Regions from separate parts of the Sus scrofa genome. Here all the other regions are linked to region 3. The links are chromatin contacts, called in public HiChIP or PLAC-seq maps. All regions are on one chromosome and are shown on one strand. The core of a region is the stretch at or near the end of the contact, and the rest is flanking DNA. Distances in the headings are between cores, read along the strand shown.

Region 1 (3,809 bases), core at 1,257-3,756, 750 kb before region 3:
ACAGCCCTCTGCCCCAGCCAACTGTCCCTGCCTTGAGAGGGAGGCTGAGTGTCTCTGGGCTCCAGACTTGCTCACTTCCTTGGGACACCCCCCACCCCCCCACCACCACCGCGTGGGCCACAATCTGGCTAAATTGGGGAAAGGGTTGAAGGCGGTACCAACTGCACATTAGCGATCAGCCTGAGAGCTTAGGAGAGGGGAAATGCATCGCACACCGTGGCAGGCTCATCCCACCACCCGGACGTTGAATGCATCCCTTTTGCTCTCACATCCCCAGCCAAGATCAAGAATACTGACTGTGCGGTAAATGCAGCCAGGGTGGGGCTTTTCACGCTCCAAGTATTGCACTTGGAGCCTAAGGCCCAGGTGGAAGCTCTGGCCCGAGGACGAGCCTGCCCCTCCAGCCCTCCTGGAGATCCTCCCATGGAGAATGGGGTCCGCTCCCACGGGCTCCAGGATCCGGGATGCACAGCCCACCTAAAGAGTGTGTTTCTTTCCAGGGACCAAAGGCCGACCTCTACCTCCACACAGACTGGCTGGCTAGCACAGCCCAAAGACTTCCACTTTTCCTGATGGCTTCAGGTGCCTTGCTGCCCCGGAGAACACTGTGGCTCATGTCCCTCAGCCTAACTGGAAGAAGGATTTCTGAGCTGGAGGCAATATTTTTGCATATTCAAAATGTAACCCCCCTGTAAGGCTGGATCGAACACCCTGGATCCTTGTACCCGATAGGGTACCCGATAGGGGGGAAAACCCAGCCAAGGCCCCCACCCAGAGCCAGCATCAGAGGACCACAGCCTGAGCCAGGAGTAGATTTCTTGGGGTGTGAATGCAGAGCTGAGGCCCATACCTATCTTGTGTATGCATGTGTGTATGAGTGTGTGTAGTATATGTGTCCTGAGAACACTGGGTGAGGTAGTACAGATGATCTCATTGGGCTTTCACTAAGGTCAGATGCCCAGACAACCCCAGAAAACACATTCCTAACTACTTGCCTGGAGTGTTTTCCAAAAGGAGTTTGGACCCTCCTCCTGCCACCCTCCCCCAACACAGACTATCCTTGGAAGAAAAAAGTCGAGAAATTGACACAAACATAAATACACAGCAGACGAAACCACAGAGGATCAGGGGGAGATCCCAAGGCAGGGAGGGGGTAGCTGGGAAAGCAAGGGGACACGTCTAAGACTTGGGGACCTTCAACTGATGAAACTGCTGGTGTTGCAGTCTGACCTAACAGGACTTCCCTCTTCTCCCTCTCCCAGCTGACATTTTTTTGGGGTCTCACAGCAACCTAGTCTCCAAACACAGGCATTTCTTCAACCTTAAGAGAAATGACATGGGCCTCCAAGTAATAGATTTAAACGACGTCAGATTAAAAAAAATCATTAATTGTAAACGTGCAAAATACCTGCTGGTACTTCAATTTAGAAGAATGTAATTGGCAGAAAGAAAAAAAAAAGAGGAAAAAAGAGGCGACTGATGAATAGATAATAGATCTTTAACCACCAATAAACAGAGAGCAGCGCCAGCAGCCTGGGGGATGTGATCATAATTATGCCGCTGCGTGAGCCAATGGGGACGAGGGAACTCAGCCCTAAAATCATCCCAAAACCGAAGGCGAGCTCGAAAATGCGGACACGGCCTGGGACCGGAGAAGCGATCTGTACTCCCTAGTTGCAAGCCCTAGGTTTGCACAGCGATCCGCCGCCTGGGACAACAGATGGCAGAATAATAATAGAAATAGAGATAATAATAATAACTGTAATAATAACAGCAGCGATAATAACACCGACAACCACATTAACCGAAACAATAACGACAACGTCTCAGTAATAGTAGTACCACGTTAGCCTCTCCCTTGACCTTGGATCCCCCCCAGTCCCAGATGTTGCAGAAGGAATTGTGTTTTTTTGGGGGGTGGGGGTGGGGATGAGCACCCTCCCAGAGAGAAAAATTAAGTGCCTGTGGGAGAGTGGGAAGCCCGCCGCCCGGGGAAGGTTCAGCCGCTCCGTCCCAACTCGCAAACGGACGAGCCCAGCCAAGAATCGCGAACGCAGCGACCCCGGACCTCAAAGCTTTGCGTAGTTGGAGGACACCCTGCTCGGGCCTCTCTCCTCACCTAGGAAACCGACAGGAGTTTTGCTGGGGGTGGGGATTGGTCCGACCGAACAGCTCCGTTACCCTCGTCCGGAACCAACCCTTGCCCGCTTACCCTCGCGTGCTCCCGGGGCGATCCCAGGTCCTCTGATGCCGGGCCGCGGGGGGCAGTAGCAGAGGAGAGCTACGCACAAGAAATCTGTGTCACTGTGTCCATCTGTCCCACCAGCTTGGGCTCAGCAGGTTCAGGATCCAGGGGATCGCAGCGGAGGCCGCGCCGGCTGGGGACTCTGCAAGGACCGGGGTGCCCCGGAGGGAGTGGTGTTGGTGGTGGAAAAGGAGGCGGTGGCTGAGGGGGAGGAGGTGGGGAAAGAGGAGGAGGAGAAGAAGGAGGAAGAGGAGGAGGAGGAGGAGAAGAAGCCGAAGGAAGAGGAGGAGGCGAAAGAGGAGAAGAAGCCGCAGCGGGCGCCGCAGGAGCGAGTGAGCTAGGAGCGCGGGGTTACGGCGCGAAGAGGCCAGGCGGCCCGGCGGGCGCAGGAGGTTCGGCCAAGGCAGCGGCGCCGACTCCGTTCCACTCTCGGCCCGGATCCAGGCCTCCGGGTTCCCAGGCGCTCGCCTCCCTCTGACGCACTTTAAAGAGTCTCCCCCCTTCCACCTCAGGGCGAGTAATAGCGACCAATCATCAAGCCATTTACCAGGCTTCGGAGGAAGCTGTTTATGTGATCCCCGCACTAATTAGGCTCATGAACTAACAAATCGTTTGCACAACTTGTGAAGAAGCGAACACTTCCATGGATTGTCCTTGGACTTAGGGCGCCCTGCCCGCCTTTTGCAGAGGAGAGAAAACTTTTTTTTTTGCCTCCCCCGAGAAACTCCCCCCCCCGCGCGCCTCTAACTCCGATCCCCCCACGCCATCTCGCCCCCCCCCAAAAAAAATTACCCCAATCCACGCCTGCAAATTCTTCTGGAAGGATTTTTCCTCCTCTCTCCAGGTTGGGCGCGTTTGGTGCAAGATTCTCGGGATCCACGGCGTTCTCTCTCCCTCCCCCTCCCCCTCCTTTCCTTTTTCCTTTCCTTTCCTTTCTTTCTTCCTTTCCTCCCCCCACCCCCACCCCCAACAAACAAGTCCCCAATTCCCGTCCGTCCTTGCCGCGGGCAGCGGACAGCGGGCGGCGGAGGCAGCGCGCCGCGGTCGCCGGGAGCCGGGAGCCCCGGGCGCCCGCTCCTCGGCACAGCATGTTCCAGCCGGCGCCCAAGCGCTGCTTCACCATCGAGTCGCTGGTGGCCAAGGACAGTCCCCTGCCCGCCTCGCGCTCCGAGGACCCCATCCGTCCCGCGGCGCTCAGCTACGCCAACTCCAGCCCCATAAACCCGTTCCTCAACGGCTTCCACTCGGCCGCCGCCGCCGCCGCCGGCAGGGGCGTCTACTCCAACCCGGACTTGGTGTTCGCTGAGGCGGTCTCGCACCCGCCCAACCCCGCCGTGCCAGTGCACCCGGTGCCGCCGCCGCACGCCCTGGCCGCCCACCCCCTGCCCTCCTCGCACTCGCCACACCCCCTCTTCGCCTCGCAGCAGCGGGACCCGTCCACCTTCTACCCCTGGCTCATCCACCGCTACCGATATCTGGGCCACCGCTTCCAAGGTACGTGCCACGTCGCGGGGCTGCAACGCGCCGCATCCCTCACCACCCTCGGCCTGCTCGGGATAGGCGC
Region 2 (3,889 bases), core at 322-2,821, 900 kb before region 3:
TTCCGATGGATACTCCCTCTGCCCCGAAAGTTGCCAAAGCATCACCGCCAAAACTGGTCCGCAGTTGCAAAATACAACAGCCCTGGGCTACCAGCACACGCTTCAAGCCTGCACTTCGTATCCAGGAACAATTTCTCAATGAAGCCGAGGTGATGCTGCAAAGTTGCCTTCAATGCAGCAACCACGTACAGAACAGTTTCTCAACAGTCCCAGAGCCAACTCCCGGGGTGGGGGCAGGAGGCTGGACTTCCCTTCCATTTTCAATAGGCTGCTTTGAGCCACGCTGACAGCTCCTTGGATGCCCAAGACACAAGAAGAGTTTTCTAGCTCCTATTAATGCCCTTCGGAAGCAAAGAATGTGGGCACTACTTGCCTTTATCTAGGGCCCTGTCCAGGGCTGGGGATATATCATTGCTCTTCCTGCCCCAACCCAGTCGGCAGGCCCGAGTTCCCAGCAGCCAGGCCCCCACCCCACCTCCCTCTCACCTGATCTTGTAACTCGGCAGCGTGTGCTTGCGCTTGATGATTTTCTTGAGCTGGTTGACGATGATGGAGGTGAGCTGGGGCATGGGCCGCCCTTCGAACTGGGAGCGCACCTCGAAGTCGATCAGTGGGTCCTCCACGAAGGAGAAGAACCAGTGGGTGAAGGGCACGCGGGTGAGGACGAAGCGCAGCCTCCCCTCCACCCGGGACAGCTTGACGAACAGGTAGGCGGACTTGCCGAAGACCAGGTCCACGTCGATGGCCAAGTGGAAGCCTCCGTCGTACTCCACCTCCGCCTCAAAAGCCAGCTCCTCGGGGGAGGTGGCGGGTAGCGCCTCCCCTTCTGGGCCATCGGGCTCCCCGGTGGCCGAGGGCACCACGGGCCGGAGAAGCCGGATGGTCTTGATGAAGGGCACGGTCTCGCCCAGGAACACGTCCCGCAGGCTCAGCCCCTCCAGCAGGCGCCCGGCCGTCTTGGTCTGCAGCAGCTCCTCGAACTCCACCTTGATCTTCTTGGTGACCCAGCGGCGGGCCAGCGCGGTGTCCCGCAGCTCCCGGAACAGGAACAGAATGGTGGCGTTGAGGAAGTAGCAGGTCTCCCGCGTCGGCGGGGCGGGGGTCTCGGGGGTCGGGGTCGCGCCGCCCTCAGGGGACCCGCCGGCGGGCTCCTCAGCCCCGCCGCCGCCATAAAGGTACTCCCGCAGGGCCAGGCCCGGCACCGGCTTGATGTAGCGGAAGCCTTCGGCGGCGCGGGCGGCCTCGTCCGGTGGCGGCAAGGGCTGTTTGCGGTAAAGCAGCAGAAACTGGGTGAGGAGCGTGAGGAAGGAGCCCAGCACGGCCGATGCCAGGATCATGAGCAGCAGCCCCATCCCGCCACCGCCTCCGCCCGGGGCGCCCGGGCCCTCGTCCCTGCGCCCACTGCGCTGCTTTCTTCACGCCGCCTTCCCCGCTGCCACCATCTTGAGGACATCGGGCGACGGGGTCCGGGCGAGCGGCTCCGTCGGCCTCGTCCAGCGGCTCCGGCCCGCGCGGCGCAGCGCCAGAGCCTGCAGCGGCCCGCGCCTCCTCAGACACTCCCGTAGGCGGCCGCTGAGGCGGAGGCGGCGGGGGCGGGAGGGGGCGGGACGGCGTCTTCCTCCGACCTCCGCTCATTGGAAGAACGGCGCGTGACATCAGCAACGTGCTCGCTCCCGACGGCGTCGCCTGGCAGCCAGCGCCCGGGCACGCGTACGCGGGTCCTTCATCACCTCCTAGCGCCCTTCCAGCCCCGCCCCCCCAGACCAACATTCCAATCCCCCGCAATCCACGTGGCTGTCACTTCTGAAGTCGTTGTCGGAATCAAGAGGATAACTGGGGCCACCAGTTGGAGGATAAGGAGGCCGGGCGGAGATGGCACGCGGCGTTCTTGATCCTGGTCTTCTCGTTATCTTCTAACGCGCCCATCCCCCCTCATTGGCCGCGATCCCTGTCTGTTACCTCTGCTGCAGTGTGATTCTTCCCCTCACACCCCAGAGAATAGGCTGACGGCTTTCCCTGCAGGGCAGCGCCGCAGAGGATCTGAGCTGGCCGTTTGCGACTTTCCAAGCCGAGGACAAGATTAGACTGCCTCAGAGACTGCCGTCGCCGACCATCAGTCTGACCAGCGGACGCTCTGCGTCCGCGGAGGGTGGGCCCTGGGAAGGAGGGACGAGAAAAAAGGCGTCAGATGTGAACTAACTTTATCACCTAGGTGGATATTCGAGATTTGAATGATAGAGACGTAAAAGAGCCAGTCCGAGGTTGAGCGAGATGAATTAGCAGGATGATTGGAAGACGTATAGAGCCTCACTGTCAAGTTCTTGCAGGGTTTAGTGTATGATTACATTTAGTCCTTTTAAGAGACAGAGTTAGCCACCACCCACTTTACAGATGCAAACACTGGCGCAGAGAGGCTAAGGAAGTTGCCTAGGGTCACACAATGGAGACTGATTTTTCTAAAACTAAATCTTAAACTCTTGTCCATTACTCTGGACTATGATACCATATAGTTGGAAGGGGGTTTACTGTATCCAGGTGCACAGGAAGGGGAAGTTGGGCAGGGGTTCGGAGCGGGGGGTGGGGTAGGTACTTCAGGGAATTTTGCATAGGGTAGCACTTTGACAAAAGCCAGAGTTAATGAAGCCAGGTTGCCCAGCAACACTATTACTCCTCCTGCCCTCTGGTTACATCATAAATGCTTAATGTGTTCCAACTACATGGATACTCCAACGATCTACCCCTACTCCAACCAGGGTCAGCTATTCCATACCTAAAAGTCAGGCTGAGCCTGGCTGTCTTTAAGGGGCCAGGGCAGTGCTCCTCTCTAGCCCTGGAAGATCTCCAAGCCAGTGCCTGTCCTGAGTCTGGGTGATTCTAGAACAAAAAACAGAGTTCTCCCCATTCTGACCCAACCGAAGCAGGTATAGAACTTAGGAACGCGGCGGATCTCATCTCACTTACTCAGGTGTGAGACCAGAATGGCTCCTTTACTCTGCAAAGGTAAGCAGGCTGAGGGAAGCCGGCTGAAAACCATAATCCACATCCTGTAGATGTCAGAGCCCTGCCAGGATATCTGGGAGTTCCAGGAAACTTCTTTGCTTGTGGTCACCTCTGGCTCCTGGCCTCTGCTTCTGGGCTGCTATCTCAGTTCTACACTGTTTCATCCCAAATGGGAACTAGAGACCACTCCTCAATTTCCACCAAAACCTAATTCATAACCCTCCTGCACCACTGTAGCTGGAGATGCCACAGAAGCCGGAGGTGGGGTGGAAGATTATCTGAGTAATCTTCATATTACTGAGACACAAAATCTTCCAAGAATGTATTAATCCATTCTGCATCTTAAAATATCCTTCAACCACCTCCCTTCCCCACAAGGAAAGTCGGTGATTTTCTGGGAAAGAGTACTTGGTCTCATACTCCATCTCGCAGGTGCCTCCCTCTTCTCCCTCATACCTCTTCCTTATTCCTCAGATTACCTTTGGGAATCCCAAATCTTCTCAATCCATTATACAGGGTCCCCAGCAAAACTTGCCCCCTGAGGAGTGCACTCCAAATCCAGGAAGGAGCTTAGCACATTTTGGGGAAAAGAATATTTTCCCCATGTGTTAAAATAGCAAACATGTATTGAATACTTACAATAACAATAAATTATTATATTTATAGAGAATTTATGTGCCAGGCATAGTGTTAAGCATTTAATATACCTTATCTCATTTAAAAATCAAAATGTCCATGAGTGTTGGAGCTGTCCCTCCACCCTGCCCAGGCCTGGGGTAGCCAGTCCAGCTCTTGGCTGGCTGACCTCAACATAGCACACCTGCCAATCAACCCCCACATGTCAACCTGCAAATGTCTGCCAGGTTGGGGGCTTTTCTTCTTTTGCCTT
Region 3 (4,078 bases), core at 617-3,116:
TCTATGGACCTCAATGTGATATGTGTCCAGATGCCCAGAATCACCTCATTCTCTGCTGTAACACTCCATTCTCTCTCAGTCAGACACAACACTGCTTAAACCCCAGCACTCTAAAAGGTAAGGTTTCTCTCCTAACCAAGCCACCACAGCCAAGCCTGCTAGTTTTCAGTCGGACTCTGCACTTCAGAGAGAACACCTTAAAGATGCTCTGAAGAAAGGGCAGGAAACCCCAAATATGACACAAGAAACAAAACCAGCAAGAAAACAAAGGAGGTCATTGCTGTACAGGGCATACAAACAATGTGACAGGCAGTTTTACCCTTAATCCTCACAATGACCCTTCCACTAGGAATTATTAGCTAAACCCCTTTTACAAATGAGGTAACTGACTCACCTGATACACTGCGATCCATTTATTTTAGAGAAATAGAACTCTACAGGTTCAAAACTCTAAAGAGGGCAGAGTTTAAATAGTAATACATTCTTAGAGACAAAGATTTGAGGGTGAGGCTGAAGAAGGTCCCCAGCCTATAATCTGATAAAATTTGATTAAGAAGAATTTTTTTCTCACTTTTTAAAAGCTACATAAAATGCTATACTAAACTGCATACATCAAAGTCACATTCAGAGGTCTTGTATTGTAATAATGTCACATTTTCTGGAAGACCTGACAACTGTTTATAACCAAAACCCAATCTGAGCAGTTTATTGGGTAAATGTCTCCAGCTTCTAACACTCCAGAATTTCAATTCCATTATTACCAAAGGAAGCTGTCTTATTTCCCATATTTTGTATTCAATTAGAACTAATCAGAGAAACCTGAATCTTGCCCCATCTGAATTTAATCTTCCTTGTATGACAAACATAAATCATCACCCACCAATCTGAAGATTGTTTTAAATAATTTACACAATAATCACTTTCTGTGATTGTGAATTAGGTACTTAATTAAAATACTTTTAAGCATGTTACTATCAACATTAATGTAATGTAACATTAATGTAATGCAACATTAATGTCCTATTCACGTTTATGAAATAAATGTGTTCCCATTTCTCAAAAAGGTAGAGAAAGAACAACTGAATCAGAGGCCACACTTCAGATTTAAGTTATCAATCTGATTACCCAGATAAACCGTTTATTTAGCAGGATTCTGCATGTATGGACATGTTTTAATTAAAGAGGGTGTTTTGTTTAGCCAAGGGCTAGAAAACTCTTTCCCAGACTCAAGACCCTACATGGAAAGATTTACAGGTAACCAATAACATTTCGAGGCTCATTTTAAATCGGTTGCAGCTGTGAGAATACTTACACGGTTCAAGACAGAGAGAGGGTGGCTCTAGAAAGGTACACTTTTCTTGCTTGGCTGCACAACCCGGTCCTCTGCAGGCTCGCCGGCAGCAGCGCCACACTCCGATCCCCAAAACGGGAAGAGTCCCCTCCCGGCCCAGAACTAAGCGCTAAGCGCCGCAGATTCTGATGTAGGATGTCTAGCTTGCTGACACTCCCATTAACTGCAGCTCTTTCCCGGGTACAGCGACTGTAAACAGGAGCCGGTTTCCCGGAGCGAAAGCCTCCTTACTCTCACTCTGGCTGGGGTAGGAAGGAGAACCCCTTTCCGACCAACAGGCTGGGGAAGGCGCTCCGACGCCCGGTCTGAGCAAAGCGGAAGCCAGCTCCGCCGACGCTCCCGCGGGCCCAGCGGAGATGCTATGAGACCGCTCGCGCTGGCCCCCCAAGTCCCCGCACCCTGCCTTCCCAGACCCGTCTCACCGGAGCCTGCGCCGGCCGGGACCCAGCCCCGCACTCAGCCGTACTCACCGGTCCGGAGCCGGCCGCCCGTCAGCCATCTTAAGACCCACCAACAACGCGCTTTCTCATTGGCTCCGGCATATCAGCCAATGGGCTGGGGCCATTCTGGCCTGCGGTCGCCATGGCAACCGGCCGAGCTCCACTCTGCTATTAAATCCGTAAGAAATGAGCAGTTTTTTCCTTTCTCCTTCTCTACCCGCTTTTCTCTCGCCGTTTTCTCCTTTATTATGGACTTTTAAAAGACTTTGTTCTTTCTCCATCCCCTGCCGTACTCCGGCGCTCTCAGGTGAGGAAAGAGCTGGTTGAACAGAGTTCATTGCCCAAGGAGGGAGAGTCACTGCGGAAGCTCTCTAGACATTTCTGGGAACGTTTCCATTCATTCGTCCTTTCCCCCTCGCTCTCTTGCCGTTTCCCCCGCTTTTCTGCACATATTTATGGAGCAGGCACCCTGCCAGCCTCTATTTAGAGCTAAAGGGTCCCAACTCCTGCTCTCGTGGCGGCTGCTTCACTGACCAGCAGTGTGCCCTTGGCCAAAAGCTCTTTGAGCTCCTTTTCCGTGGGAGCCACTGGTTGAGGCTCTGAGAAGGGGCTTGGGGAGGGGGAAGCGTAGAAAATAAGCAAGGGGAAGAAAAGCTCTAGTAAGAAAATAATATGACCGTGATGGAGCTGTTTTAGAATGCTGCCATTTTCTGAAAAAAACATTCTGTAAAAATAAGAATACGTTCCTATTTGCTAATGCTGTGACGATTATATAACAAAATGCACATGAACTCCTTAAGCCATTACCTACAGTAATTTTTAGTCTTTCAGCCATTTGTTGTTATTGTCCTTAACATTGTGAATAATGCCTTTTTTAGAAATATCCTAAAAATGTGTAAAACTTTTGTATATGCACTCAATAACATAGCACGATGTAGTGTAAACACATGTTTATTATTTAACTCTCTACACACCTCACCCCCATTGATGTGGCAGGTGTATGGAGTAGTTGATGACCCCAGAGTCATAGCAGAACCCGAACTGACAAGCTTAGGTTGTGAAGGTCCTTTCTCACTCTCACATCCCCTGATTCTAGAATGGAATCTGGGCTGAGTGATTCACAGATCTGCATGAAACTCTCCTGGCCAAAGGTACTCAGCCTCTCACTAATGTTTTCCCTGAATCCAAATCTGTGAAAAGTTAAGGAAGATGTGCACGAAAATGCTGTTGTGCTGGTTACATTGAGCCTCTCAGTTGCTGACTTGAGCTGCATAATGAAATGCCACAGACTAAGTAGCTTAAACAACAAAAATTTTTATTTCTTACAATTCTGGAGGTTGGGATGGCTAAGATCAAGGCACTGGCAAAGAGGTCTCATTCTGAGGCCTCTTCTCTTGGCTTGTAGGCAGCAGTCATCTTGCTGTGTGCTCCTGAGATCTCTGTGCATTTGCGTAAGGAGGGGGAGAGAAAAAGGAACGGGTATCTGGTGTTTCTTCATAAAAGGACTCTAATCATGCTGGCTCAGAGACCTGCCCTTATGACCACATGTAACCTTAATTAATTGCCTGAGGGCCCCATCTCCAAATACAGCTGCCCTGGAAGTTAGGATTTCAATGTATGAATTTTAGGGGTACCCAGACATTCAGTCCATAACAAATTCTGATGGTGGAAGTGTAACCAAAATGGGGAAAGAGAGCTCAAAGGAGTAAGAATGAGATATGGATAGGAAGGAAATATTGTTGGCCTGCTTTAGAACTATCTGGATTGTTTCTGTATGTGTTCCACCAAAGAATGCTCATTGTTTACAGCATATAATGTGCAAAGGATAGAGGGGGATTCGAAGTATAAGTCCTCCAAAGACTTACTCCCACTAGATTTCAACCTCAAAGTTTTCTGAAAAGTCCTATTCCAAAAATAGCTATTTTAAAATCCTCTCAATGTTAATTTGAAAATTCTCAAATACCTAATTGTTTATGATATAGTATTTCTATAATAAGTATAGATAGCTCAGACTTTTCTTCTGGTTTTGGTTATAAAACTTTCAGTCTCTGGATATTATGATTTTTGCCAGTTTTCTGGAGGAAATGTCAGTCATTTGATTTATTTTAATCAATAAATTTGCCTTCCCTCCAGCAAATTCCTGCCCTGGAAACCTGCCAAACCATGCATTTTGTGAATGAAATACTTGTATTTGTGAGATTTCTATGAAATATAGAATTATTGAATATCTTTTACTAAATCATAGTGAATGTGATGCAGCTAGTGAATTGTGTTTGAGTTGTGTTGC

What was found. HiChIP or PLAC-seq counts read pairs in DNA pulled down with a chosen protein or histone mark.
Region 1: an H3K27ac HiChIP or PLAC-seq map of skeletal muscle shows a contact between it and region 3, with 7 times the contacts expected there. The contact joins the promoter of EMX2 here to the promoter of FAM204A in region 3. A contact is called at or near these places in 1 of 5 promoter capture datasets (liver) and 1 of 2 datasets of contacts at active chromatin or transcription factors (skeletal muscle).
Region 2: a contact with region 3 is called in an H3K27ac HiChIP or PLAC-seq map of alveolar macrophages. The contact joins the promoter of PDZD8 here to the promoter of FAM204A in region 3. A contact is called at or near these places in 2 of 5 promoter capture datasets (fetal skeletal muscle and liver) and 1 of 2 datasets of contacts at active chromatin or transcription factors (alveolar macrophages).

Annotation. Positions count from the first base shown.
Region 1 is chr14:127,647,458-127,651,266 of Sscrofa11.1, forward strand. It overlaps EMX2 (homeobox protein EMX2), which reads left to right and starts at 2,507. Exons shown (of 3, transcript XM_005671489.3): 1 at 2,507-3,739. The coding sequence starts at 3,334. It overlaps LOC102164998 (a long non-coding RNA gene), which reads right to left and starts at 2,349. Exons shown (of 4, transcript XR_002338715.1): 1 at 2,213-2,349.
Region 2 is chr14:127,500,850-127,504,738 of Sscrofa11.1, forward strand. PDZD8 (PDZ domain-containing protein 8) reads right to left here and starts at 1,572. Exons shown (of 5, transcript XM_001927541.4): 1 at 487-1,572. The coding sequence starts at 1,352.
Region 3 is chr14:128,400,679-128,404,756 of Sscrofa11.1, forward strand. FAM204A (family with sequence similarity 204 member A) reads right to left here and starts at 1,867. Exons shown (of 10, transcript NM_001185171.1): 1 at 1,822-1,867; 2 at 1,313-1,540. LOC110256774 (a long non-coding RNA gene) reads left to right here and starts at 1,846. Exons shown (of 3, transcript XR_002338732.1): 1 at 1,846-1,970.